2 separate regions of the Mus musculus genome follow, and region 2 is linked to region 1. A link is a contact called in public Micro-C data. All regions are on one chromosome and are shown on one strand. Each heading gives the region's core, a stretch centred on a gene start, on an enhancer-like site or on the middle of the called end of the contact. The rest is flanking DNA. Distances are from core to core; before and after follow the strand shown.

Region 1 (6,897 bases), core at 3,272-5,771:
TCACTCAGGGGCTACCCTGCCCTCAGCTGCAGCGTTGCCGCTCCAGCTGTGTTGTCCAACTGCTAATCAGAGGGCCACGCCCTGCTGACCTTTGGCTGGCTACGGAAGCTCATTCCCAAGTTTGCCGTCACTGATGGCCAGGTGGGGCCACTGTGCGGACTCCAACAGTTGTCGGGGGATTTGTCTGCATTGTGGCAAATGCTTTAGGCCATTTCTGTCTGAGATTGGTATTCACTCGTCTGTCCTGAGAAGCCAGGCACATTTGGTTCCTATGGACTCTCATGGCGACATCCTTCCCATTAAGGAACATGGAGAGGATGACCTTGGCCTCCAGATTAAGTCAGCATTATTTTTCTTGATTACCAGTAGTAGAAAAGAAGGGAAATTATAAAGCCATTGAGAGGATTAATACGGCCTTGATCTATCTCTCTCTCTCTTACTCTTTATCTCAAGTGATTAAAATTCTTCAGGAAAAAAAAAAAAAAGATGGCCATGTAGCATACGCTGGCTGCCACAGACAGATATGGTATCAGCTCAGCGCATCAGCTCACGGTGACAGGCGCGCAGAGGTTAATTATGCACGCTGTATATAGTTTTAATCACTTTAATCAGAGCACTGCTCTGCTACAGTCCAGGCTATAACTTCTCTGCAAGCAGAGAAAGCACTTCAGGCATGTCAGTGTTTGTGTAGGGGAAGAAAAGGGGGAAAATGGTACATTAACCACAGAAAGGAAGATAATGCAAAAAGCTATTGACTGAACAACAAGATTAAACCTGTTGTCCATCCCAGACACTAAGGGAATGGCTAAGTGAGGCTGAGAGTGGGGGTAGGAGAGCTGCTGGCTGCTGGCCACCAGTGCCGGAACTGAAACAGTCACTAAAAAGCTTAGGAGCAACATGGACCCTGAGGAAGGAGATTCAGGAGTCAAAGGTATGGGCTCTGTCCCCAGAGTCCTGAGGTAGGAGCTGGAGAGATGGCTCAGTCTGTAAAATCATTGCTGTACAAAGCATGAGGACATGAGTTCAAATCTCTAGCACCTATGTAAGATGCTGGACATGGTTGGATATGCCTGTAATGCCAGCCTTTGGTGGGAAGTAGAGAAAGATGACCAGGAGGTCACTGTACAGTCAGCCTAGCTTAAATGGTGAACTTCGAGTTTGGTGACAGACTTGTCTGAAGGCACCTGGAGACTGACCATCAGAGACACAACATGATCTTCTCTTCTGTTTAGGCTTGTGTAAACATACACTCATGTACACACACCAGAGACATATCACACACACATACACACACACACACACACACATATGATCAGGTAGAAGAACTAAGGAAGACACCTAATGTTTGACCTCTGACCTCCACATACATACATGTACGTGTATACTTGCACACACGTACACATATACACATAGTCTTAAGACAGTGGCATGTAGTGTCCTGGCTGGCTAAGGGTCTGTTCTAGTTTGTTTTCTGTTGCTATAATAAACACCAAGACAAAAACCAAACCAAAAAAAAAAAAACCAACTTGGGAGGAATGGGGTTTATTTTGTCTTACAGCTTTCAGTTACAGTCCATCCTTGAGGGAAATCAGGACAGGAACTCCAGCATGACAGGAACTTGAAGCAGAAACCATGGGGGACTGTTGTCTGCTGGCTTGCTCTCTTCATGGATCACATCTAGCAACCTTTCTTATATTGCCCAGGTCTACCTGCCTAGGAATAGTACCACCCACAGTGGGCTTAGGCCTCCTACATCAATTAGCAACCAAGAAAATGCCTCACAGACATGCTCACAGGCCAATCTGCTGGAGCTAATACCTCAGTTGAGGTCTCTTCTTCATAGACATGTTGACAATCAAGATCAACCACCACACTGAGATACCAAATAACCTGTGTGGGGACTTCAGGTTACCTTCAGGCTCCCAGATATATACCTGGTTTCACCTTCACCCCCACTCGTAGCTAATAACTACAGCGTCTCTGTCAAGCAATGATTGTGCCAAGTGTTCAAGCTGACTTATACAGACTATTTTTTCAGTCTACAGTAATGAGCTCTCCACCGTACATTTTCACAAGTTGCCCTATTCTGCCCTCACGGTTCTTGGTTTAGCTTCACTGTCAGATGATAAGAAGGTTGAGTGATTTTCACTGTTGTAGATAGTATAAAAACCATGCGACTCTGTTCAGACACTTCTCAGCTTAGAGTGGGGTTATGTTATCCTTGTAAATCCAGTGTACATTGTTTCTCACTGGCCAAGCATCACAGTTTACAGAACTGTGGATATAAAGTACCCACTGTTTACTTCTTGATCATGTGTCTGACTGGGAGCCATGACAAACAACTGCTGCACTTCATTGAGAGAGAATGGCATCACACTGCTGTCCTGGTTTATATCCTCACTCACTTGACAGAACCTAGCATCACCTCAGAGACAGGCCTCAGAGAATGTCTGAGAGAGATTTTTTTAAATTGTGTTAACTGACATGGAAGATCCACCCTAATTGTAGGCAGCACCGCTCCCTAGGCTAGGGTCCTGGGTGAATAGAAAGAAGAAAGTGAGTGGAGTCTCAGCATTCATCTCTCTCTCTCTCTCCTTCCTGACTGTGGATACAATGTGACCAGCTGCTGCACAGTTCTTGACTATGGATACAATATGACCAGCTGTTGCACAGTCCTGACTGTGGATACAATGTGACCAGCTACTTCAGGTCCTGACTGCTGATGCTGTGTGAGCAGTTGCTTCAGGGTCCTGCCATCATGGTTTTCTCACCATGATGGTCAGTGTACCCTTAGACTATGAACCAGATAAACCCTGTGTTTCCTAAGCTGCTTATTATGTCAGGTATTTTGTCACAACAATGAGAACAGTAGTACACCTGGGAAAAGATCCAGATTCCATATTCAAAGTGCAATTCCTACTGAATGCCATGTGCTTTCATACCCCAGTGAGACTGGAAAATCAGGAGTCAAACCATTATAAATGACACACACACACACACACACACACACACACACACACACACACACAGAGAGAGAGAGAGAGAGAGAGAGAGAGGGAGAGAGAGAGAGAGAGAGAGAGTTGCAATCATCTATGGTGAGAAATCCGAATGAGTACTTTAGATTTTGACCCAGGTGGTGACAATAAAGGCCTTTACTGAGGATAACTTCTTCCACTGAGATTTTTAGACTTTTCTGTATGCATGCTGTACTTTCACAGAACAACATTTAAATGTCACAGGGTAGCCTTGATGTTAGGAGAAAAATACCAGCATTTCCTATAGGAATAAAAAAGGTGACAACTTCAATATAGGAAGGTGGGAGAGAGGAAAAGCTGCAGAGGGAAATCTTCCCAGCTCTCTAATGCCTCACTCTGCCTGTCTGCAGAGAGGGGACTGGACCACATCGACTCTAGGATTCCCTCTGGCTCTGACACACAGGGTCTTCACACTCACAATGGGAAGACTTGGTATGTAGCTAAAAGTTTTTATGTATTGTTAGAAAACAGAGTTAAAGATTTCCAACATGAAGAATTTTGATATATACTATTGGTTTGGAGAGGAGAAATGCTTCTATGTATCAAAGAATTTAGAAATGTTTAAGTGTGGAGCTGGAGAGATGGCTCTGGGGTTAAGAACACTTGCTGTTCTTACAAAGGACTTGGGTTCAGTTCCCAGCATCTTACAACAGTTCATAACTCCTATTTCGGGGGGCCCAGCGGCCTGTCTGGGAACTGCCTGCACACAATTCACTTAAAATGCAGGCAAAACACATAAAAAAATTTAAATGAGAACATAACTTTATTCAGAAATCTTAGTTGCAGAAATATGAACACATATACCTTAATGAAAGTCCAATTCAGCCTTTCTCCAAGTGAGTGTGGTAATTTGGCTCATTATTTAACTCATGGCATCAGACTACAGCTGCGGTAGAATATTAGCCATAAGCAAAGAAGGAAAGCTTTCCTTTGGCTCATGTTCTTGGAGGGTTTCTATACAGTGGGCCTGTTCTGGTTCTGGCTATGGGAAGACAGGAAGCATGGTAGACAATGGAGAGTCATCACTCACTTTATGGCAACTATGTGTCAGAGATGAGTAACAGGGATAAGACACACTGTCCTTAGACATGTCCCCAAAGATGCACTTCCTCAACCGGGTCCCACCCTGCACAGTCGCACACCTCCCTGCAGTCTAGTGCCACTGAGTCTACCACTGGGTAGAAGCACTGATTATGTCCGAGGCCTCCTAATCGAATTGCCCCTGGAAACGTCCTCATAGACGCCCCAGAGATGTGCTTTATTAATCTCCCGGTCAGCTCACAGCGTAGTCAAGTTGACAATCAAGCCATCAGGTCAGTGGAAAAAAGCACCTACCACATAAGCTTGACAAAACCACAGTAAAAAAAAAAAAAAAAAAAAAAAAAAAAAAAGACAGTTTGGGACACGTCTGTGATCCCAGTACATCTATGGTGAAGTGAATGGCAGGCAGAGTGGCAGGAGCAACTGGAAGCTACTGGGCTGGCCAGCTGACCAGCAATGCCAAGAGATCCTGTTTCAACAAGATGAAAAGCACAACTCGCAACAGTTGCCCTATGATCTCCAAGTACTCACCACGACGCATGTGTATCTGCATTCCCACTTTCACCCACAAAGACACACATACAAAGGAGTAAGTCTCTCATACTCAGCCCTTCTAATCCTGCAAATTCATTTACAGAGATGCATTCTAAGTCACTCACTGGGCATGTCTCACTTGACATGCGCAGACCACCGGAAGAAATCTACACAGTGTGGATGGTGGAACCCATCTCCGAGAGCCACGTGGTGACATGTGATAAGGTGTCACTGACAGGGAAAGGGAGCCTCCACATGTGGCCCATTCTTGTGCTCATCTGTACATCTTTCAGAGTGACATGTGACAGGGTGACAGATGGTGTTCTCAGATGTTTCCTGACTTCTTTTATTTTTATACTTTTAAAAAACTTTTTAAGAGCCTGCAATGTGTAAAAGAGTCACTGCTGATCTTCAGCCTATCCCTTATGTGGGTAAACTGAGGCTCGGAGTGGCTGCTGGCCACACAGACAGCATCAGCATCACCATCTGGGTATATGCAGTGCCCAGAGAGGCCAGAAGACAGCACTGAGCCCCCTGGAACAGGAGTTATGGATGGTTGCAAGATGCTGGGAACTGAACCCAGGTCCTCTGTAAGAACAGCAAGTATTCTTCACCCCAAAGCCGTCTCTCTAGCTAGTGTGATACTATGACACTGTGGGTCAGAGTGGTTTAGCATTGGGGAGTCTCCATCAGGCCAGGCCATTTTCTGATTAGTTAGACATATGCTGACGGGTCAGGGGTTTGCTTATAAACAGAATCCGAATCCATATCTCCCTAATTCCAAAGCTTAACCTCTAGTAAGGGTCAGGATTTCATGGAGCACTGAGTGGCCTTGAACTCATTACATAACTGAGGATGACCTCTGAACTGCTCATCTCTATCTTTTTAGGGCTCTAGGTGTGTGGCACCAGGACAGGCCTCTGTGATGCTGGCCATCAAACCCAGGGCTCCCAGCAGGTTAGGCAAGCATTCTAATGACTGAGCCACATCTCTGCCCCAAAGCTGCATCTTTTAACTGTCTTATTTTAACAGTGAACAGTTTGCACCTGGATCTAAGAAGTATCAAGGTTTATGGGTCAAACAGGTGGGAGGGGCCCAAGGGAGCGAGCCCATTCACGGCAGGAAAAGCCTGTTCCTTAAGACAAGAACAAATGGTTTATAAGACCATCCTCATTGATAAAGAAATTAGGAACACTGGGTACAGTTGTCTAGAGATGCCAACATGAAGGGACTCCAGGTCATTTCACATGTCACTTCAGCTTCATAAATATCCCAGGGAAGGGCAGTTGATTCTCTCGATCAAGGGCACTATGTTAAGAGAAAAATATCAAATGACCCACTATTTCTTCCAGAGTCTTTCATTGGCCATTTAAAATCTGCTACTGCAGGTACATTTTGAGGTCTGAAATCAAAAGCACCTGTTGAAAGAAGTATCTTTTGTGTTGGGGGGGGGTGTGTTTTGTGTGTGTGTGTGTGTGTGTGTGTGTGTGTGTGTGTCTGTGTGTGTGTCTGTGTGTGTGTCTGTGTGCATATGCAGAGGCCAGTGGAGGACATCAGATGTCCTGCTTTATTGCTCTCTAACTTATTCTCCAGAGACAGGGTCTCTCACTGAACCCAGAGCTAGGCTGTTGGCCAGCAAACCCAGTGATCTTCTGTTTCTAATCCACACAGTACCAGGTTTACAGGTGCATACAACTATGCCAATGTTTCACATAGGTTGTAGGGATTCAAACTCAGGCCCTTCTAGTTGTGTACTAAGCGCTCTTAATCGGCTGAGCCATCTCTCAGGACCATATTCAGTATCTTAAAGTCTAAGTACCTTAGGATGTCAGGAGCTCTCAATGGCCTCTGTTTTCACATTTTAGAATTATGAAAATAACAACCAGAGTAAAAGGTCTTCCTGGACCCATTTCCTTTAAAAGCTTCTATTCATTCAAAACATATGAGTGCTGATAGGGGGATTTTAATGTTAAATTTTTCTTGGTTTAGTCCCTATCATGGAGTGACAATGTCTCCCGCATCCAGAGTATTTGATGCTCAAAACTAAGTTTAAGGACTGGTGACATGGTTTGGTGGGCAGAGGCACTTGCTGCAAACCTGAGGACCTGGGTTGGTTCACAGACACACACATGGTGGGAGGAGACTCTTGCAAGTTGTCCTTTGAACATGTGTTCTCCAACCTCCTCTTGAATGAATGAATGAATGAATGCTCTAAAAAATAAGCAGGAATTGAACATCCTTGGGGTTGGAGGATGGCACCAGGAGTACAGTGTTTCTTTGAAAGCCT
Region 2 (7,065 bases), core at 1,238-3,737, 470 kb before region 1:
TGATGGTCTGCCCTTGTAATCCCAGAAATGCGGGCGGGGGGGTGGGGGGCAAGGAGGCGGAGGCGGAGGCGGAGGCGGAGGCGGAGGCGGAGGCGGAGGCGGAGGCGGAGGCGGAGGCGGAGGGATCCCTAGGCTAGGAGGCTCTGCCAGTTTAACCTCGCTGACAAACTCCAGCATGCACCGCTATGCCCTGGCTTTTATATGGGTTCTGGGGACTGAACTCAGGTCCTCATGCTTGTGCAGCTAAAACTTTACCGAATGGCCAGGTCTCCAGAGCCAGAGGCTGCCTCTTGTGCTGACCACGCAGTCTGGTCAACTGGGTGGCAAAGGTGGCAGGCTGGGTTCTCACACAACCCCCCACCCCAGCCAGGCCAAAGGAAGAGATCCTGGCCCTGGCAGAGGGTACTCAGTGGGCTGCTAAGTACTGGCTATTGTTCAGCTGGCAGGTGTGAAGTCTGACTGGGATTATGTCTCTCTTGTGGTCTCTGCCATGTCTTCTTCAAGCGTTGCTTATCCTTCATGACCGTCTGTCTTGACCCAGACACTTTCGTGTCTGCCGAGGTCATGTGACCCTCTGCATGGGCTGTAGAACTGAGAGGAGACTCAAGATTGCACTGCTCAACTGGTGATGAGTGAGAGCTAAGGTCAGTATTGCATTTAGCCATGAAAAAAGATGGCAGGAGCCTGGTCTCTTTAGATGCTGGGAAGGACTTGTGAATGGGTGAACACTGAGTTGAAGAAGTGTTTAGGGTTCTCTAGAGGAATAGACCCGGCAGAGTGATTTTACATTAAAAGAGGGATTTGCTAGTTGGCTTACACAACAGAGGCTGGGTAGCCCATCCCTGGCTGGCTGTATGCTGAAGAAATGGAGAACAAAAACACTCACTCTGTGAGTCTGCTGCTGCCGGCCTGGATGATTCCTGGTGAGCTGCTGGGCTTCAGTCCATGTTAGAAAGTGGAAGATGCCCGGTTCCGATGTTGGGTGTAGGGTGGCGGCACAGCCATGGTGGCAACAGGATAGATGCACTCACGAGCCAGAAGATGAGACAGGCAAGTGAGCAGCTGTCTTCCCTGCAGACCCTGGGCGGTGCCACCCATTTACCCCACCCCCAAGTCAATCTTTCCTGCTAACATCCTCAAAGACCCATCCAGGGTGTGTGTCTTAGCTGATTCCAGATCCAATTAAGTTGACAGTCAAAATCTAAAACTTCCTCGGTATCTGCCTCGGCTTCTGTTACCTCTGCCACAACCCGTAGAACTTCAGGCAAAAGAGAATAGTAGGCTTGGGAATTGTGTAATGGTTCAGTGGGAAAAGGCACTTGTCGCCAAGCCTCAGGACATGAGGGGTTCTAGAAAGAGAAAACTCATGACACAAAATAAGTAAGTGTGACAGAAGGAGAATAGGCTCATCTGGCAGTCAGACAAACAAATGACATGGAGACAGACAGACAGATAGAAACACACACACACAAACAGAGAGAGAGAGAGACAGACAGACAGATACACACACACAAAGAGAGAGAGAGAGCGAGTAAAAGTGATAACATTGATGGATGACATTTGAGCAAACATTGTATTTGATTAGAGAAATAAATTAGTGTGCTGGTGGTGTATGTGTGTAATCCAGGTGCTCACTCAGGAGGCTGAGGGAGGAGGGTCATAAGGCTGAAGTCAGCCTGCCTGGGCTGGACTCTGAGCTCAGGTTAACCTGAGTGATGTATCAAATCCTGTTTCTAAAAAATTGAGTAATCTAGTGGCTGAGGCCTTTGGACCAATCCAGGGTTTGTTACTTCGTTTGTTTTGAGACAAAATCTTATGTAGGCCAGGCTGGCCTTGAGCTTGCCTTGTAGCTGAAGAAGGCAGCCAGCATTCTGCTCTGACCTCCGTGCGTGTGTATACTTACACACTCACATGTGTGCCACACACATAGCTGGGCAGGGTGGTTCACACCTGTAATTCCAGCCCTCAGGAGGCAGAGGCAGGAGGATTATGAACTCGAGGCTTGCCTGGACAATATAGCAAGACTCTGTCTCTAGACAGACAAATGGATATAAAGCATCAAAGATGTAGAGTCTAAAAGTGATTTTGGCATGTTTGTGAGGAGGGGTGGGGCCACGTTTAGTTTGGGCTACTGCTCATTTGTTACCTCTGTATACCTGCCCTTACTGCTGCTGATCCCACGGAAGTGTGGAGCCCCTGCGCCCTCACGCCTGTTACCCTAAAACTGCCCCTCCACCAGGGATATTCAGTGAAGCTGACTCACAAAAGCCCACAGGAGGAAGTCAGGGAGAAATCACTCTGAAATTCAGGAAGCAAGGCGGGAGTTTACTTTTTTGCAGCGGTATGAATTGCCGGAGATTTCCCAGGCCCTTTCAGCTGTCTTGTCTCTGAAGAATTCTATTTTGGTGCTGGCTGAGTATCCATCCACCCAGCTCTTCGGAACACACTGTGAATGGAAGCGATGCCAGCTACCGAGGGCTGAGTCACCCCTCAGCAGCTGCTGGTGACCACACTGATGGCTCTCAAGGTCTTTCTGTTGTTTGTGACTCGAGTCTGAAGCATCCTCCCACAGGCTCCTAGTGCCTCCTATGACCTCCTGGGTTTGAACACTTGGTCCTCAGCTGCCGGGGGTGTCTTTGAAGTGTCCTGTGATTCACTGATCACACCTTTGGACAAGTCTGTGAGGACATTTCTGGATAGAGTTAGCTGAGGCGTGTGGGCTGCGCTGCATCGAATCCCAGGTCGAATACAAAGGAAAACCTCAGAGGGGAGGAGAAAGCAGGCTGAGCACCAGCACTCCCCATTTCCCTCTCTCCTGGATGTGGACACTGTGTGACCAGATGCCTCGTGACCATGGTGGGTGCTTTGCCCACCAAGATAGACTCTAGCCTGTCAACCATGAGCTAAAATAAACCCTCTGTCCTTGTGTTACTTTTGTCATAGCGACAAGAAAGGCTGCTAATGTAGGGCTGAAGAGGCCCATTTGAACTCAGGATTTGTTTTATTCTTAGTTATATGCACATTTGAGAACCCCCATGTGTGTGTGTGTGTGTGTGTGTGTGTATGCATGTGTGCATGTGTGTATGTGTGTGTGCATTTGTGTATGGTATGTGTAGTGTATATGTGTGTATGTGTGTGCGCATGTATGTATGTGTTTGATCATGTATGCACATGTGGAGGACAGAGGTGTCTTCCTCAATCACTCCTTTTTTTTAAAAAAAAAAAAAGATTTATTTTATGTATATGAGCACACTATCGCTGTTTTCAGACACACCAGAAGAGGGCATCGGATCTCATTACAGATGGTTGTGAGCCACCATGTGGTTGCTGGGAATTGAACTCAGGACCTCTGGAAGAACAGCCATCTCTCCAGCCCCAATCACTCCTTTTTTGAGATGGGGTATTAGAGCCTGAGAAGGTGGGAATAAATCACCATGAAAACCAAGTCTGAGACAACAAAAGTTTCTTTATTCAAAGTCTTGTATATCAGGGAGATGGCTGGGTTCAGGATTCAAACTCTGTCAGCAGGGCAGGACAGAGTAACCTTTTAAAGCAAGCAAGCAAGCAAGCAAGCAAACAAGCAAGCAAACAAAAACCCCCAAACAAAAACAAACAAACAGGAGGGGTAAGAGGTAAGGGCTGAACATTTCCATCTGTCTTTCACACCGGGCATTTAGAGTGTGTTAATACTTGTCAAATACCTCAGATGGCTTTTCTGACAACCGAGTCTGGATAGAGATCAGTCAGTCAGAGCCACTTTAGCAGCTGCTAGGTTTCAGTCCTGACTGGGTGCTGACCAACTAAGCCTAGGCTAAGTTCATGTGGGAAACCTGGGGCTAGGAGCCGTTTCTGGGAATTTGGTTGTTTCTTAGAATTCAGCCTAATACGAGGTGGAGACTCCATACAAGACGGGGTTGCCGAGGCTACCTATGTGTGTGGCCTCTGACAAGGGTTTCTCACTGGTCCTGGAGTTAGATGATTAGGTGAGCCTGGCTAGCTTGGTCCCTGGAGTCTACCCATCTTCCCTGCCCTGTGTTGGGATTAGAAGCATGTGCTGTGGTACCTGGATTAGAAGCATGCGATGTTGTGCCTGGATTTTTCCATGGGCACCAAGGCCTTGATCTTAGGTCCTCATGCTTGTGCCGTGACCACTTTATCTACTGAACCATATTCATCACTCCATCTGATGTTGTTTCCGCGTCCTGGCCAAGATATAACAAGTTATACTCACACCAACTGGAAGAGAAGAGCTAAGCCAACAGATGTCTCATTGGTATCCATTTTCTCAAAGAACACAGTTGCCACCCTAGACAGTTTTAAACACTCCACCCCTACCTACACTGGCAGCATGACTGGTTCCTGATGGGGACACTATTTTGGGAGTTTCCAGAAATGTTTGGAAGTTGAGTCTAGCTGGAAGTAGTAGTTCCTGGTGAGGAGGTGGCTTGAGGTGTGTCCTGGGAGGCATCTTGTTCTGGGACACTTCTTTTTCTCTCTTCTTGTCTGTTGTCAAGTTAAGAACCATGCCCACCACACACCCCAGCCATCATGACATTCTGCCCAGTACCCAGAGCCACACAACTGAAAAGTCTCTGATACAGGTCTCGGGGGGGGGGGTCACTGAGGTGGATTGTTAGGGACAGAGAGTTGGTTAGAAGAGCTGCTAAAACCATGGACAGACAGTTGATGTGCTGTGGCATCTGTGAGAGGAGAGAGTGGCTGCAGGTTCTGAGGTCTGGGCAGCAGCTGGGTTCTAACAGTCTTATAGTGACCATGTACCAAGCCCCAGAAACCATGAGCCAAAATGAATAATTTGAGTCGTTCCTCCAGGTACTTTGGATGCAGCTGTAGATACACTGTATGGATACACTGAATTTATTTTTCCCTTCAGGGAGAGAGAAAGATGGAGATATGTCTTGAAGAAGTTCTTAATAGGATGTCTCATCAGAAATTCCACAGCTTGCACCCTGGGGTGAAGCACAGGTACCCAGTGTGCTATTCTTTGTGACAACACAAAGGGAAATTTCATTTCTTTTGTAATGCCTTCACATGAAGGTACTAGGGTGCCTCAAACATTTGGATGTTGCCTAGGAAACACCCAAAGAGGCACTCTGACTTCACCAGCTCTTAGTGGCAGGGAAGATCTCTAACTTTGGAGGTCACACAGTTGGGGTGGCACATGCCTGAGCTACCTGTTTTGTTAGAGGCACTGTTTCTCTTCTGTGTGGGTCTCAACTGTGTGGGTTATGGTAACAGTTTCCTAGGTTACGTTTCAGAGACCCGAGGCCGGCTTTTATTGACAGCTTTAACCCTTTACTCCGCTCTGCAGATGCCCAGTGGGTGATGGGAACAGGCTGTGAAGGTTGGGCATCTCTCTTTCCTTCTTGGTACTCCAGCCTACTTGTCAGGCCCTGCCTGTCTCTGCATACGGCGCTCATTCAAGAAATGCCTTGCTCAGAGCTGTATTACAGGATGGACTTGACCTACTTTCATACTCTCTTTTCCTTTCCAAGGGTAAAGTCATGTAGGACCTGCCATGACCAAAGCCACAACACACACACACACACACACACACACACACACACACACGCCCGCGCTTGTGTGAGCGCCCACAAAGACATAAGGAGTTAGTACACATGGCATGGGGCATGTCTTAATTAGGGTTACTATTGCTGTGAAGAGACACTGTAGCCATCGCAACTCTTATAAAGGAAGATATTTAATTGGGGCTGGCTTACAGTTTAGAGGTTTAGTCCATTATCATCATGGCAGGAAGCATGGCAGCCTGCAGTCAGACATGGTGCTGGAGAAGGAGCTGAGAGTTCTACATCTGGATCTGCAGGCAGCAGAAAGAGAGAGAGTGACACACTGCACCTGGCTTGCACATCTGAAACCTCAAAACCCCTACCCAGTGACACACTTCCTCCAACAAGGCCATACCTCCTAATAGTGACTCCCTATGTCTATGAGAATGCATATTTTTATTCAAACCACCACAGGAGAGATATTTGAAATGTGTTATGTACTTAATTTTTTTTTTCATAACAGCTTCCTCAGAATAGCTTCTGACTGTGAAACCTGGATCTCCATAGTGAGCCCATGTAATAAGACTTGAAGCTCGTATCATGGGAGTAGATGGCAGAGGGTGACAGAACTGATTCCCAGATGAGCCCAGGAAGCACATGATAAGTGTATGTGCACATGTATGTACAGGTACATGTATGCATGTATGTGTATGAAGGCCAGAGGTCAGTGTCAAGTGGCTTCCCAGATCGTCTTCCACCTTACTTTTTGATACAGGATCTCTTACTGAACCTTGGGCTTACTGGTTTAGCTAGGCTGGATACAGCCCTGGGATTACAAGTATATGCCACAATGCCTGGATTTTCTACATGGTCTGAGGGTCAAATTCAGGTACTCAGGCTTGCATGGTGTCCCAGTTTTGATTTTGTTACTATAATAAAATACGAGGGTGAAAAGAAAATTAGGGTTTATTTTAGCCCACAAGTCTAAGGTCTACCCCTGAGGGAGGGGCACGGTGGCAGGAGCCCGTGACAGCTGGTCATGTCACAGGCACAGTCAAGAGCAGTGAGTGATTGTGCATGCTTCTTGCTGGCTTGCTTGTGCTCAGCTCAATGTTTCCTCACTTAAACAGTTCAGGATTCCTTGCCTAGGGAATTGTGTCACCCATAGTGGGTTGGGTCTTCCTACCTTTAATTAAGATAACTCCCCATATACATACACACAGGCCAGCCTGATGCAGACACGCCTCGATTGAGACTTTATTCCTAGACTATTCTAGGTTGTGTTGAAGATTAAAGTTAACCATTGCACATGGCACGTGCTATACTGACTTGGCCATCTCCTCAGCCCTGTCTGCTATTTTTTTTTTTTTTTTTACAACTGAGATTTGTGGTTTGTAATGCAGCAATAGATGTCAGATATAAATGAATGGGGCTACTCAAAATGTAAAATAAGGCTTTATTACCTTCTGAAGTTTTCCTAGACAGACCCAGCTACTAAGTCAGAGACCACAAGTCCATGCAAGGCTTTTCAAATAACACG

The links. Hi-C and Micro-C count contacts between places; a contact is called where the count stands out from the background.
Region 2: a contact with region 1 is called in a Micro-C map of muscle stem cells, with 4 times the contacts expected there. The contact joins two enhancer-like sites. A contact is called at or near these places in 3 of 484 Hi-C or Micro-C datasets (cerebellum, muscle stem cells and myocytes), 1 of 115 datasets of contacts at active chromatin or transcription factors (embryonic stem cells) and 1 of 9 other capture datasets (embryonic stem cells).

The regions. Positions count from the first base shown.
Region 1 is chr5:141,845,520-141,852,416 of GRCm38.p6, reverse strand. The region is part of intron 5 of Sdk1 (sidekick cell adhesion molecule 1); the gene reads right to left. Among named protein-coding and RNA genes, the nearest start is that of Gm24131, 280 kb to the right of the region's middle. Within about 2 kb of position 4,521, at least 2 of the 459 cell types and tissues checked have an H3K27ac peak or open chromatin away from gene starts, as enhancers often do. A contact at or near this core is called in muscle stem cells and myocytes, where this site is marked.
Region 2 is chr5:142,309,538-142,316,602 of GRCm38.p6, reverse strand. No RefSeq gene overlaps it. Among named protein-coding and RNA genes, the nearest start is that of Gm30998, 50 kb to the left of the region's middle. Within about 2 kb of position 2,487, at least 30 of the 459 cell types and tissues checked have an H3K27ac peak or open chromatin away from gene starts, as enhancers often do. A contact at or near this core is called in muscle stem cells and myocytes, where this site is marked.